3 separate regions of the Mus musculus genome follow, and all the other regions are linked to region 1. The links are chromatin contacts, called in public Hi-C and Micro-C maps. All regions are on one chromosome and are shown on one strand. Each heading gives the region's core, a stretch centred on a gene start, on an enhancer-like site or on the middle of the called end of the contact. The rest is flanking DNA. Distances are from core to core; before and after follow the strand shown.

The links. A called contact is a pair of places that touch in the nucleus more often than the background predicts.
Region 2: a contact with region 1 is called in a Micro-C map of embryonic stem cells, with 1.6 times the contacts expected there. The contact joins the enhancer-like site here to the promoter of Cpsf4l in region 1. A contact is called at or near these places in 1 of 39 promoter capture datasets (embryonic stem cells), 1 of 484 Hi-C or Micro-C datasets (embryonic stem cells), 3 of 115 datasets of contacts at active chromatin or transcription factors (astrocytes and embryonic stem cells) and 1 of 9 other capture datasets (embryonic stem cells).
Region 3: a contact with region 1 is called in a Hi-C map of cortical neurons, with 4 times the contacts expected there. The contact joins the enhancer-like site here to the promoter of Cpsf4l in region 1. A contact is called at or near these places in 5 of 484 Hi-C or Micro-C datasets (B cells, cerebral cortex, cortical neurons and 1 more).

The regions. Positions count from the first base shown.
Region 1 is chr11:113,707,482-113,711,587 of GRCm38.p6, reverse strand. Cpsf4l (cleavage and polyadenylation specific factor 4-like) reads left to right here and starts at 2,062. Exons shown (of 8, transcript NM_026682.2): 1 at 2,062-2,201; 2 at 2,734-2,784. The coding sequence starts at 2,099.
Region 2 is chr11:114,540,089-114,544,194 of GRCm38.p6, reverse strand. The region is part of intron 2 of Gm31724 (a long non-coding RNA gene); the gene reads left to right. Among named protein-coding and RNA genes, the nearest start is that of Gm39472, 53 kb to the right of the region's middle. Within about 2 kb of position 2,089, at least 11 of the 459 cell types and tissues checked have an H3K27ac peak or open chromatin away from gene starts, as enhancers often do. A contact at or near this core is called in embryonic stem cells, where this site is marked.
Region 3 is chr11:114,268,708-114,272,813 of GRCm38.p6, reverse strand. No RefSeq gene overlaps it. Among named protein-coding and RNA genes, the nearest start is that of Gm11691, 19 kb to the right of the region's middle. Within about 2 kb of position 1,908, at least 7 of the 459 cell types and tissues checked have an H3K27ac peak or open chromatin away from gene starts, as enhancers often do. A contact at or near this core is called in cortical neurons, where this site is marked.

The DNA.
Region 1 (4,106 bases), core at 813-3,312:
ACACACACACCAGGCCTGGTAGCTCATACTTTTTTTGGGGGGGGGTAATGATTTATTTATTCATTTTATGTATTTGAGTACTCCATTTCTTTCTTCAGACACACCAGAAGAGGGCATCAGACCCCACTGCAGATGGTTGTGAGCCACCATGTGGTTGCTGGGAATTGAACTCAGGACCTCTTGGAAGAGCAGCCAGTGCTCTTAACCTCTTGAGTCATCTCTCCAGCCCAGCTCATGCCTTTTAGCCCAGCGGAGACAGGCCAATTTACCTAGTGAGTTGGGGTTGGTCAGGGCTAAGTAGAGAAAGGCCTTGTCTCAAAAACAAAACAACAAAACAAAACAATCCAAACCTCTGAAGTGGCCTAGGACTCCTCCCCTCCTCCACCTCCCAGCCTACTGCCCACTGCACCCTTTCTTCTCTGAATGCTTGTTTTTGCTTGAGTCTTGGTCAGGCCCCTCTTCTGGACAAAGCCCCCCCCCCCCCCATCATCACCAGATTTTTCTCCTAACATACTCTCTGCCACCTTTCCTTGCCCTCATCCCTCCATCCAACCCGTATTCTGTCCAGTGTTGTTTCTGCCCCATAGCCTGAGTGTCCCTCCAGCCCCCCAAGCCCCCACCCATGGCAGTGACCTCCAGGACGTGGCTCTGCAGTGTGCCCTTGAGCTTTCCGCACCTTGGTTGCCCCCTCTGCCTTCTCTAGCAGACCCATGGGACTCTCAAATAATCCCAAGGTGACAGACCAAGGACCTAATCAATACCTAAGGATAGGGTCAAGAGATGCAAGAGCCTCTTCCCCAGGGACCCTTGATCTCCAGCCCTAGACAGCCATTCTGCCTACAGTCCCGGGTACAGGGTGATCCCAGGCTACTCTTACTCCAGCCCCACCCAGCTCCAAGGCCATTCCCAGCGCGGATCTATCTCTCCAGCTGCTGTCTTTTCAGATCTGGAGTTCAAAAGAACAACAGATCTAGGCATAACAGCCGCAGGAAACAAAGCTGGCAGGCTGGATCCTGTCGGCTCAGCCACAGGCCTGCAGCGCCAAGCTTACCTCTCCCCGCTGGGTCCCGGGGAGGAGATGTCTCTAGTTCTAGTTCCTAGGGCCTAAAAAGCCCACATGTCCTGGTAACAGTGGCTCCTGGAGAGGCCAGGCCACTTCAGGACCCAGGAGGGGGAAGGAAATAGCCTGGTTTAATTAGAGCTTTAAAAATGCTCCTAAGAAAGCCGATTCTGAGGTCCTCAGCCCTTCAGGGCAGGGTTGGCCTAATAATAATAAAACAACATTTGCATGGATATTTCATTTACAAAGCATTTTCTCCGGGTAAGGGAGGCTCTGGGGTGGCCCAGTGGATTCCTCGCTGGGAGGTCACCCCCAGCCTTGGGTCGGTTCCACCTCCTTCGGAGCTTACCATTGTGATTGCCTGCGGGGTAAACAAAGGGCCCTTCATGGAACTGTTTCCGATGCTTCTGGCCTGCATTCCTTTTGTCCCCCCCCACCCCCCTTCCAGGAAGAGCACGCTTGGGGTTTGTCATTCCGTCTAGAAAAGAGGCTCAGAGGGCCTGGTGGGAGGGAGAGTGGCTGGGACCTAGTGGAGGAACCTTTCCTCTGTCCCACACACCCTCTGACTACCCCCATCCCACTCCACCCAACACCTGGGCATCGCTGTATGCAGTAGGTTCGCATCAATGGGTAGTTATATCCCCACACATACAATGGGACACTGGTTTGGCAACGGCTCTGTTCTGTGATCGGCAGAGATAAGCAGGTGTGAGTCTTTGCCAATCCCTTCCCCAGCTGAGGATGGGGGTTGTGTGAACAGTGTGGGGGTGTGGGGCCCTGGAAGGCCTGCACCTGCATGGGTGGGTGGGAGGGCTGAGGCAGCCGAGGAGCCTCTGGGGGTACACTCAGCCAGAAAGTCACGTGCAGTCACCTGGCCCCTTGAAGGAAGAGGTGACCTGAGAGGGTGAGAAAGAGGGGCCAGCATCAGATAGGGCCTGGCCCCGTTAATTAGGATTAGGTGCGGATGGGCTATATAGGAGCCACCTGCGGGGGTTCTGGCATCTTGGCTCTTTCTGCTTTTCCGGCGGGAGACGGAAGATGGAGGAGGTCATTGCCGGGCTGCAAGGGTTCACGTTCGCCTTTGAGCTGGATGTGGAATCGCAGAAGGGCACTGGGCTACTGCCTTTCCAGGGCATGGACAGTGAGTGGCGATGCCTGTGTCCCCTGCTCAGGTCCTGGAGGTGCTGTGCGTCTCTCCCACACAGCTTCTGGGTATTCACTGCCCGGGATAGAAAGGCAGACTTCCGAGCTGCCAGAGCTCCCTGGGTGCCCCCGAAACCTTCCACCTCCTGCCTCAGAGGTGGGCTGAGTTTAAGTGGAATTTAGAGACTGGTTCTGGGCGGTGGGGGAAGGGTTTCGGAAGAGGGTACCCCGTTGACTCAGCCTCCACAGACGGAGACAAATGAGAACTGGTTTTGATGGTGGACTGGGGCCGCCAAGGGGCTGAGAGGCAGGCGGGAGGATTGTGGCGGTTCTGTCCAACCTGAACTACAGGGCGAGACAGTTGCATAAACAGACGGGCAAAGGAACAGGTAAACAACAAAACTCCAAAGCCCAGCCAGAGAGAGTAGTCGGGGCCCACGCAGCTCCAAGCCCGGAGGCTTAGGTGGGACTTGCCGCAAGGCTCCAGCTCTGGGAACGCCACCTTCTCCTCCGGTTTCTTTCTCCTCCAGAGTCCAGTTCAGCTGTGTGCAACTTCTTCGCTAAAGGGCTCTGTGTGAAAGGTGAGTGAGTCAGGCCTGGGCTGGGCCGGGACAGGAACGGCTGTGGGGACCATGCTGGGTTCAGCTGGGGACTAGGACGTAGTGTGAGCTTGGCTCCTGGACTAGATAGGATCCAGCCTCTGTCATGAGCAAGAAGGTAGCCAGCCATGTGTAGTTGGTACCACAGAAGTTGTGTTTTATTATGCTGAGGGTCACCACACAAGGCTCACACTCTCAATTCCTAACTACGGTCATATTATTATCTGCTCAAGGCTGCTCACCTGTGCGACGACATACCTTAGCTAGTTTATGACAGAAGTCTCTGATTTGAACCCCACCCTGGCTACTGGTCTTCTTTTCTGGATTGGAGGTCACTTTGAGGTTCCTCCAATAGCAACATACAGTGGTCTACATACCTAACCCCTAACAGTAGTGTTTCTAATTCACCCTGAAGCCCGGCTATGGACTCAGGTGAAGAGAGTCTTAAGGGGCCTGCCGTGGAGAGCCTTAATATTCGGTTCCTATAAGTCAGGAGGCTGGGGGTGGGGCAGAGAGGACCTGGAGCCCTTTCGGGATGATTGCATGAGAAGAAGAGGAGCTCACTGGCCATCCAGGCCCCGGGAAACCAGAACCTTCGAGGTCCATTACAGAGTGAGTGAGCCACAGCTCAAAGAGAAAGCTGCTACTGAGGAAAGCCAGAGCCCAAGGAATGGCCAGCCAGGAGTGTGTGTGTGTGTGTGTGTGTGTGTGTGAGACAGAGAGACAGACAGACAGACAGAGTCATGCAGGCAGGCCAGGGGGCATTCAAAGAGGATGTCCTTGTCACGCATGGAAACAAGCCTTGCTTAGACATAGCCCTCCCTTCCAGTGGCAGTGTCTGCTGAATAAAGATACCGAGGTGGTCAAATGTAATGTTTCTAGTGTGTGGCCACTGTTAGAGTCACCCATGTCATGCCTGTGTTGTCCTTAATATTTGAAGTCGTGAACTCACGCCAAGGAGGCCTGCAGTGCGTGGGTAGATCACTTGCCTAGCCTGCAGCAAGCTCATGATCTCCGGCTGGCGATGCAGGCCCGTAGTCTCCGCACTTCGAAGTTGGAGGCAGAAAGGTCAGAATTCCAAGCTCATTCTTGGAAACATAGTGAATTTGAGACCAGCCTGGGCTACTCGAGACCCTGTTTCAAAGACTGAGAGAGACGACTCAGCAGTTACAGGCATCTGCTTCTCTTGCAGAGGACCCTGGTTCAGTTCCCAGCACCCACCTGGCAGCTCACAACTGTCTGCAGTTATAGATCTGATGGCACTTCTGACCTCTGAGGGCTTCGGCACGCAAGCACGTACATAC
Region 2 (4,106 bases), core at 840-3,339, 830 kb before region 1:
TGGAAGAGGGTGTGAATGTCTGGACATAAGTGAAATGTACAACTAAGACTGGAGACTGAGCCACAGGCAGTGTACAGAGCTGGAGCAGACAGTGGGCTGGAATTGTATGCTCGAGGCTCTACTGCCATTTGTGGGGTGCATACACAGAGGACGGAGCCTGGCATGTCACCGAGCAAACTGAGCTGTTTTTAAGATAGCCTGAGATGGGTCTGGGGAATGTGGCTTAGAAAGTAAACGCTCACTATGCAGACACGAGGACTTGAGCGTGGGTCTCGTGGGCAGAGTGAAAAGCTGGGTGCAGCAGCATGCAGCTGTGACCCCTGTGGTGGGAGGAGCAGAGTCAGGCGGATCCCTGGGGCTCACAGGCCAGAGGTGAGCCAAAGTCAGTGAGAGACCCTGTTTCAAAAACTAAGGTGGAGGGTGACTGAGAAAGACACTTGCTTTTGATATCTGGACACATACACAGTGATATATATATATATATATATATATATATATATATATATATATATAGAGAGAGAGAGAGAGAGAGAGAGAGAGAAAGAGAAAGAGAGAGCGAGAGCGCCCCACAGAGACACAAAGAGAGACACAGAGAAACAGAGACAGTCTCTCTCTCTCTCTCTCCCTCCCTCCCTACTTCCTTCCCTCCCTCCAAGAAAAGATGGTAGAGGGGCTGGAGAGTTAAGTGCAGTTAAGAGCACTTGCTGTTCTTGCAGAGACAAAGTTCAGAACCCAGCACCCATTTGAGGCATCTCACGACCCACCGATCGGACACCCCTGGCCTTTGAGGGGTTACCCACACTCCCGTGCACATACTGTCCCACTCCACCATGCCCACACATGTTTAAAAGACAAGGAAAATCTCTGCATAGGTGAAGCCATTTGACTGTTTTGCAGGCGGCGAAATCAGAATGCAGAGACTTAGAGCTGTGTAGGCTTGCCTGGCCGGTAAGGGACTCAGTTACAGAGGTGATGTGGCCCCTGAACTTAAGCTAGGTGTCTGGCCCCTCTGATCTTCAGTCTTCCCCAGAACATATTGCAAGGCCAGACTTAATTAGCAGGCCAAGTTGATACACTCCTGCTTAGCTGCTTGTCAGAGGAGAAGCATGCAGGGGGGGGGGGGACGGCGGGACGGGGATGGGAGGGGGGGGCGGGACGGGGACGGGAGTCGGGGGGGGGGGCGGGACGGGGACGGGAGTCGGGGGGGGGGGGGGGACGACGAGGGATGGGGGATGGGGACGGGACCAGACAGGGGACAGGGAAGGGGATAAGGATGGAGACAGAGGGGGGAATGAAAGGATTGGGAAGACAGGACGACTTGGGAAGAGAGCATTGAAAAGCCCTAACACACACCCTGTAAACTCTCCTCTGAAACAGCTGTCTATTCTCCCTCTAAGGAAGGGGTTTATCTCTGAGCTGGATCCAGCTTTGACACACCAAGCTCATTTCATCCCCAGCCAATCCCCTGGGAAACCAAGTCTGGACCTTGGTCCCTTGGCTCCTTCTCCCAGCTCAACCCAAATCCCCACAATCGGCACTCTTGCCGCCAGAGCTTCCAGAGTGCGCCTGGTATTTGGAAACTCGGGGGGTGGGGGTGGGGGGTGGGGGTGGGGGGGATTACCCTGTGGGCTCAGATCCTGGAAGCCCTGTTCAGGAGGGTGGGAGGGATGAGCAGAGGGGCCTCTAACATGTCAGTCTGCTCATTTACCTCATTCGGCTGCCAACAGTTGGTCATGCTGTACCAAGAGGGGCCCTTGGCCAAGGTGGTGCTGGGAGGAGGAGGAGGGGCAGAAATGAGAATGCTGGGTGAGCCAGGTCAACTGAGGTTAGCTCCGCCCACCATGGTTCTCATTTCCCTGAGAGGCTTGTTTGACGTGACCTCCCTGCTGACCTGGGGTTCCTTGTCTGTCAGCTACGATACCTAGAGAAACTTCCGGAAGTTCCTTCAAGCTCAAACTGTCTGACCCCAACGTTTCTCATCGTCATTTTCGAGGTCCTGCCTCACTTGTAGTTTCACAGGGTGAGGCCTGTGTCCGCTCCGCCATAGGGCGCGGCTGATTGGAGAGGCAGAAGGTGGGGAGTTTGACTGTGCTTATCCCACGCAGATGCTGGGCTGTAGGGAGGAGCCGAGGCACCGCTGTGGGGGTGGGAAAGCCAGAGCTGGTCCAGGAGTCCCCAGGCCTTCAATGAAGCCGGGGCTGTGGGGTTCTCAGGGTCTTTGACATCCAGGCGCTGCTGAGAGTCACGGAAAAGCTGAGAAAGAAATGGGGGCCAGTGGGCTGGGTCTAGTTTGAAGTATGTGTGTGGGGGGGTGCGGGGAGAAGGGGCGTTTCAGCTTGTCCCAGTGGGGAGAGTCCTTAGTTTGGTGGCAGGTTTGGTGGTGAAGAATGTGTAGGAAGGGAAACTTATTGGCTCTGCCCTCCAGGCCTCTAGGTATCTCATTAGCATGGAGAATGCTGTCATGAGCCTATGTGACCACAGATCAAGTCTCTTTGCCTATTGTTTTGGTCTGAGGTGTTAGGGATGCCTCATCTACTAGTGGAAGGGCTTGGGGTGTTGTCCGTACCTGACTGTGGGCCACAAATCTCTCTGTGGGGAGGCCGCAGCTATGTGATAGGGACCTGGTGCCAGGAGCCGGCAAAGTTCCTACCGTCCCTTCAAGGCCTCCTGGGCTTTAGTTCAACCTTATCAGGCTTCCTCCAATGGTCCACAGCCCTGCAGTTTCTCAAGAGAAGGGTTAGTGTGGGTGCTCAGGTGGAAGTCAAGAGTGTGCTCCAGCAGGACCTAGGGGTGGGGTGGGGGTGGGGGATAAGAGCTGCTTTGCAGGTGGTCTGGAAGTGCCCCTGGATTTGGCAACCTACATGAGCACCATCTGAGTTTCCCAGCAGGGCTCTTCCTGCTGCACTGAAGCAGGAGACTTCCTCTTATCTCACTCACCAAATGGATGCTGTGGTGGACCATCCATCTGATAGTAGGAAGGCTCCAAGCTAACTGGGAATAGGGTGGGCCTTTGAAATCCCAAAGCTCATCTCCAGTGACACATGTCCAACAAGGCCACACCTTCTAATCCTTCCCACAGTGTTCCATTAACTGGGGACCAAGAATTCAAATATATGAGCCTGTATCTTTATTGGATATTCTTTTTGAAACCACCACAAGTAGCACATGATCTTAATGTTGAGCCAGCTCTACAACTCCCCAGACCTCTTGACCCTTAACTGCTGTCCTGTCCTGGATGCTTTCTGGAAACCAAATGTGCTGTTCACTCTGGGATGCAGAGTACAGATTTTTCTTTTCCCTCCATTTTTTTTTTTAAACCAGAATCCTCAAAATCCTCAAAATACTCCAAATGTCCCCCTTATGGCCCCTTTCACACTGATTCATCAGAGGATGTCAGCACTCACACCCAGCCCTGCTCTGTGATCTGAGATTTGGCTAACAGGCTATCTAGTCTTCTATTACTGCAATTACTTCTCACGACCACATGGTGTCACTGTTGGTGATTGGTCTGGCGCAGTTTAATGGATGAGACCAATGGCAGGGTATGCATAGTCTAAGTCAGTCAAGATAAAAACACCCTGGCACACAGTTGTTCTGTGAGCACAAAAGTCTCAACTAAAAGAACCTGGGACCTTGAGATTCTTGGAGGGAATAGCTTTGCTACGGCCTGGGCTAGTGAGACTTAAAGAGTGACCTTGCCAGCTGCCACACCCCCATTGCCAGAAACTCCAGTGCACAGTATTTTAAAAATAAATGTGTGCACTTTGCTCAATCGCAATAAAGATGACCTTTAAAAAGATAGTTATGAATGACCTTTTATACCATCTCCTACCCCATATGCAAAAGACACTCAGTAGAAGCGAAAGCTGTTAAAGTTCTCTCTGTACTTTAAATGCCCACTTGCCCTCGACACCTCTTAACTCGGAGACATAATTTTATAGGAAGAGCTGTGAATTTGCAAATTGGAACTCTCAGCATCTCAACTTCATACCCAGAAATATTTAATATTAAATATATACCCATTTCTTCCTCTTAAAACGACTTTACCGGTCTTGTGGGGATTTCCCCTAATTTTTATTTATTTCTCGTAGACGAGGGAAGAAGCA
Region 3 (4,106 bases), core at 659-3,158, 560 kb before region 1:
CCATGAGTCTCACTCTGCTTTCCATTGCTGTAACTAAGTACCATAGACTGAGTAACTTTGAAGACAGAGTTTCCTTCAGCCCCAGTTCTGAAGGCAAGGAAGCTCAGACTTGGTGGGTCCATCCCCATAGTCTTGTGGAGGTCAGGGCAGCATGTGGTAGACACTAAATATCCCAACTTAGGCCTATTAAAGCCTTAGACCTGAGCTGGGAATGTAGCTCAGGGATAGAGCCCTTGTCTAGGATATGAGGGACCCTAGGTTCTATTCCCAGTCAAAACCAGACAGACATAGCCATAGCCTATTAGATTAGGGTCCCATGCCCATACCGTTCAACCTTACTAATGTATCCCTTCTTTTCTTCCTTCAACATACTCTTAGGTAGCCCAAGCTAGCTTCAAACTCACTGTGTTGCCAAGGATGACCGTGAACTTCCAATGCTTCTCCTTCGACGGCCCGTTGTTACGGCAATACAGGCTTGTACAATCACCCCTGGTTTTATGTAGTGTTGGGCACGGAACCCAGGAGTTCATGCATGCTAGGTGTGCACTCTACTAACGGAGCTACATCGAGCTCCTGGAGATGACATTTTAGCATCAGCTTTGTTGCGGGGTGGCATTCAGGCTGGAGCCCAGGGGTTGGGGACATTTAGTTATCTTCTAGTAGAATGTGAGCATCTCAAGGAGCTGGAACCCTTGTGGTCCAGTCTGGGTTGCTGTCCAGAGGGAGGGTTGAGAATATCCATAAGCACAAGGCACTGCAATTGGCTCAGCCCAAGTGAGCCCTGGATCTGCGTGACCTTGAGCAGTTCTTTAAGCTCTGTGCCTCCAGATCCTTCCCCAAGGATGGGACCTCTCTCATCAGATTGTTGGCTACTGTGCGACCGTCATTCATCTTTCTATTGCCTGGTTCCTAAAGGGGGATCACCCTGTCTCTCTTGAGTACCTTAGTGTTAGAGAGCTCACTAAGATGCAAAGGCCTCCATTTCTGCTTTGAACCAGTTAACAGACCCTAAGGGAGTCAGAATCTCTTCCATAGTGTCTGCTTCCTGGGGCCATGTTAACCCCCAAGTGTTACTTGTGTGCCCCTTGCTAGGCTCTGGGGCTCAACTGCAAAGGCCAAAAGCCCCTTCATGGTCTCTTGGGAGAATCATGGTGAGTCTAGTTACTGGGAAAGGAAAATCGCCATCACTGGGAATGGGAAGGATTAGGCCCTCTGCCTCCTACACGCCACACACTGCTAAGGCTCGTGAGGTTTGCTCTCCCTCAGGCAACTGGCAGCAAGTGCTTACATGTGGAGGGGGCCCTGAGCATTACCTTCCTTGCCCTTTATTGTAGGGTCTAGGGGCTGGGTGTGTAGGCCAGAGGACAACCTCAGTTGTCATCTGAGGGACTCTACCCACCCCCTTTAATGTCTCTCATTGTTCTAGGTCTCACCAATTAAGCTTGACTGCATCCAGTGAGGCCCAGGAGCTCAATGCAGTGCCTCTTCTGGGATTACAAGCATGAACCACTATACCCATCATTTTTATGCAGGTTGCAGGGATCGAACTCTGGTCTTCATAATGTGTAGCATATACTCTACCTGCAAAGTCAGCCTTCTCTTTAGAGCCAGGGAGATTTGTAATTGAAAGGTGGAGGCTGAGAGAGCATTGTGTGTGTGAGCCTTGAGGAAACCCAGCCTAGATTCTTTCTCTGAGCTGGCTGTCCATGACCTCTACATCACAGCATTGGACCCTGGGCTCCACATTGGTAAGTAAAGATCAACCATACCTCCAAGCTCCATGCGGTGCCTGAGGAATTCGGTGCCATAAGGCACGCCAAGAAGTTGGCATGCAGATATTCTCCATAAGTGTGTTGTTTCTATTTTTACTGGAAGACACAGGGAGGGGGCTGTATACCATCTCCCTCCACTTCTCGAGTCTCAGGGTGTCGGAGCTGAGCCACTGTAAGGACACATAGGTGTCTGGATACAAAGCAGTGTATAGCATCCCCCTCCACTTCCCAAGTCTCGGTGTAACAACCCATCCCTGGGACCTAACTGCCAACCCTTTGCCTCTGAACCACAGGAGCTGGGTGTGCAAATGCTGTGCACGAGCCAGGCAGTTGGCAAAATAATTGAGTGCCAACTTGTCATATTTTAATGAAGTTCTGGAGTTAGAGATTTATAATTGCTAATGAGCCAGGCTAATAATTAGTTGCTTTATAATAAGGGTGATGATCACTCAGACAGAGGTAGAGAGAGCCAGGCTCCTGCCTAATTTTTCTCCTGTAATTATGCAACATGCCCAACTGCCTGGAACGGCTCTCACCCTTCCGTCCTCTGGCTCCAGGACCATGCCAGATCTCTGTGACACCATCCTGGCTCTCCTGTCCCACCCCAGCAGCTTGACTCTGGGGACCAAGTGCTTCCTACCAGGCATCTATTGTCCGGTGTCTACCTCCCTTCACTGTCCCACTGGCCAGAGTCTTCTCTGCTTGCTCAGGGGCAGGATGGTTTAGAGGCTGGCTCTAGAGCTGGAGAGCCAAGCTGGACCAGCCACACAGAGAAGCAATTTAACACTTGGTGGATGCTGCATGTGGGCTGTCCTCTACCTTGGATAGAGGGGGAAAGACAGCAGGACTGCCTCAGGATCAGGGCATCAGAGCTGGACCATTCCAGGGGTTAGAGCAGAGCCGTGGGTAGAGAGAACAAGACAGCCGCCCGCACTATGGCCCTTCCAAACTTCTCAAGGGCAGGGTACAGAGAACCCATGGTCCTTCTCTGCTGTTACCTGGTTGGCTCACAGGCCAACCCTGAGGTTTGCTGCAGTGGAATGTGACAGAGATAGCTGAACAGGACTCAGGTCTTCCCCGGCACTGGACCTCTAGGGGTCACTTTGACTGGTGTGAGGCTTTAAGAAGGATGGGAGGAGAGCACAAAAACACTCCATACCTCTGAAGTGACTTAATCTATGGGTCCTGGTGGCAGATGGAAAGGCAGGGTCTTGGGGTACCTGAGAGAATACCGAGGGAGATGTGTACAGAAGAACATTCTGTTATGGTGTCTTGATTTTGCTTTTGGTTTCTTTGGGTGGGTGGCTCTGGATATAGAGCAAGTAACTGGAGTCCCTTGAGGGAGGATCAGATATCTGAGCAGCCTGCCACTTTATCCTTAGGGATCTGGTATCTGGTGTGTGGGTGCGTGCCTGTGTTCAGGTGCACGATGTGGGCACATGTATGTGGAGGTCACAGGTCATTATCAGGTAGTGTTTGTCATCATCTCACCTCGTTTGCTTATTTAATGAAAAACTGTAGCTGTGTTTGCGACTTTGTGGGTTGTTCTTTTTTTCTATCCTTCTCCACCCACTAACACTGGATAAAAGAGAGAAAAGGATAGAGAGAGAGGAAAGAGATACCCAAGTAAAGCCAGGGGTTGTAAAGGAGACTACAGCCTGCTGACTAAGGGCATCCAGTTCCTTGCAGCAAGTTTGATTTTCGCCATCAGGATAGCTTTCCTCTTCTTTCTTTTCTTCTTCCCCTCCCTCCCCTCCCTCCCCTTCCTCCTCTTCCTCCCCTTCCTCCTCCTCTTCCTCCTCCTCCTCTGCCTCCTCCTCCTCTTTCTTCTCCTCCCCTCCCTCCCCTTCCTCCTCTTCCTCCCCTTCCTCCTCTTCCTCCCCTTCCTCCTCTTCCTCCCCTTCCTCCTCCTCTTCCTCCTCCTCCTCCTCTGCCTCTTCCTCCTCTTTCTTCTCCTCCTCTTCCTCCTCTTCCTCCTCTTCCTTCTCTTCCTCCTCTTCCTCCTCTTCTTCTTTCTCCTCTCCTTCTCCTCTTCCTCCTCCTCTCCTCCTTCTCCTCTTCTTCCTCCTCCTCCTCTTCCTCCTTCTCTCCTCCTTCTCCTCTTCTTCCTCCTCCTCCTCTTCCTCCTCCTCTCCTCCTACTCCTCTTCTTCTTCTTCTTCTTCCTCCTCCTCTTCCTCCTCCTCCTCCTTCTTCTGTCTTCTTGTTTCTTCTTTGTGCATGACTAGTTAACAAACCATGACCAACAACAACCAAGTAACAACTCACCACCCTCTCAGGGCTCTAGCGTTTATATACCCTCTGAAAAGTCCCCAGGATTCCAAATGCCATACAC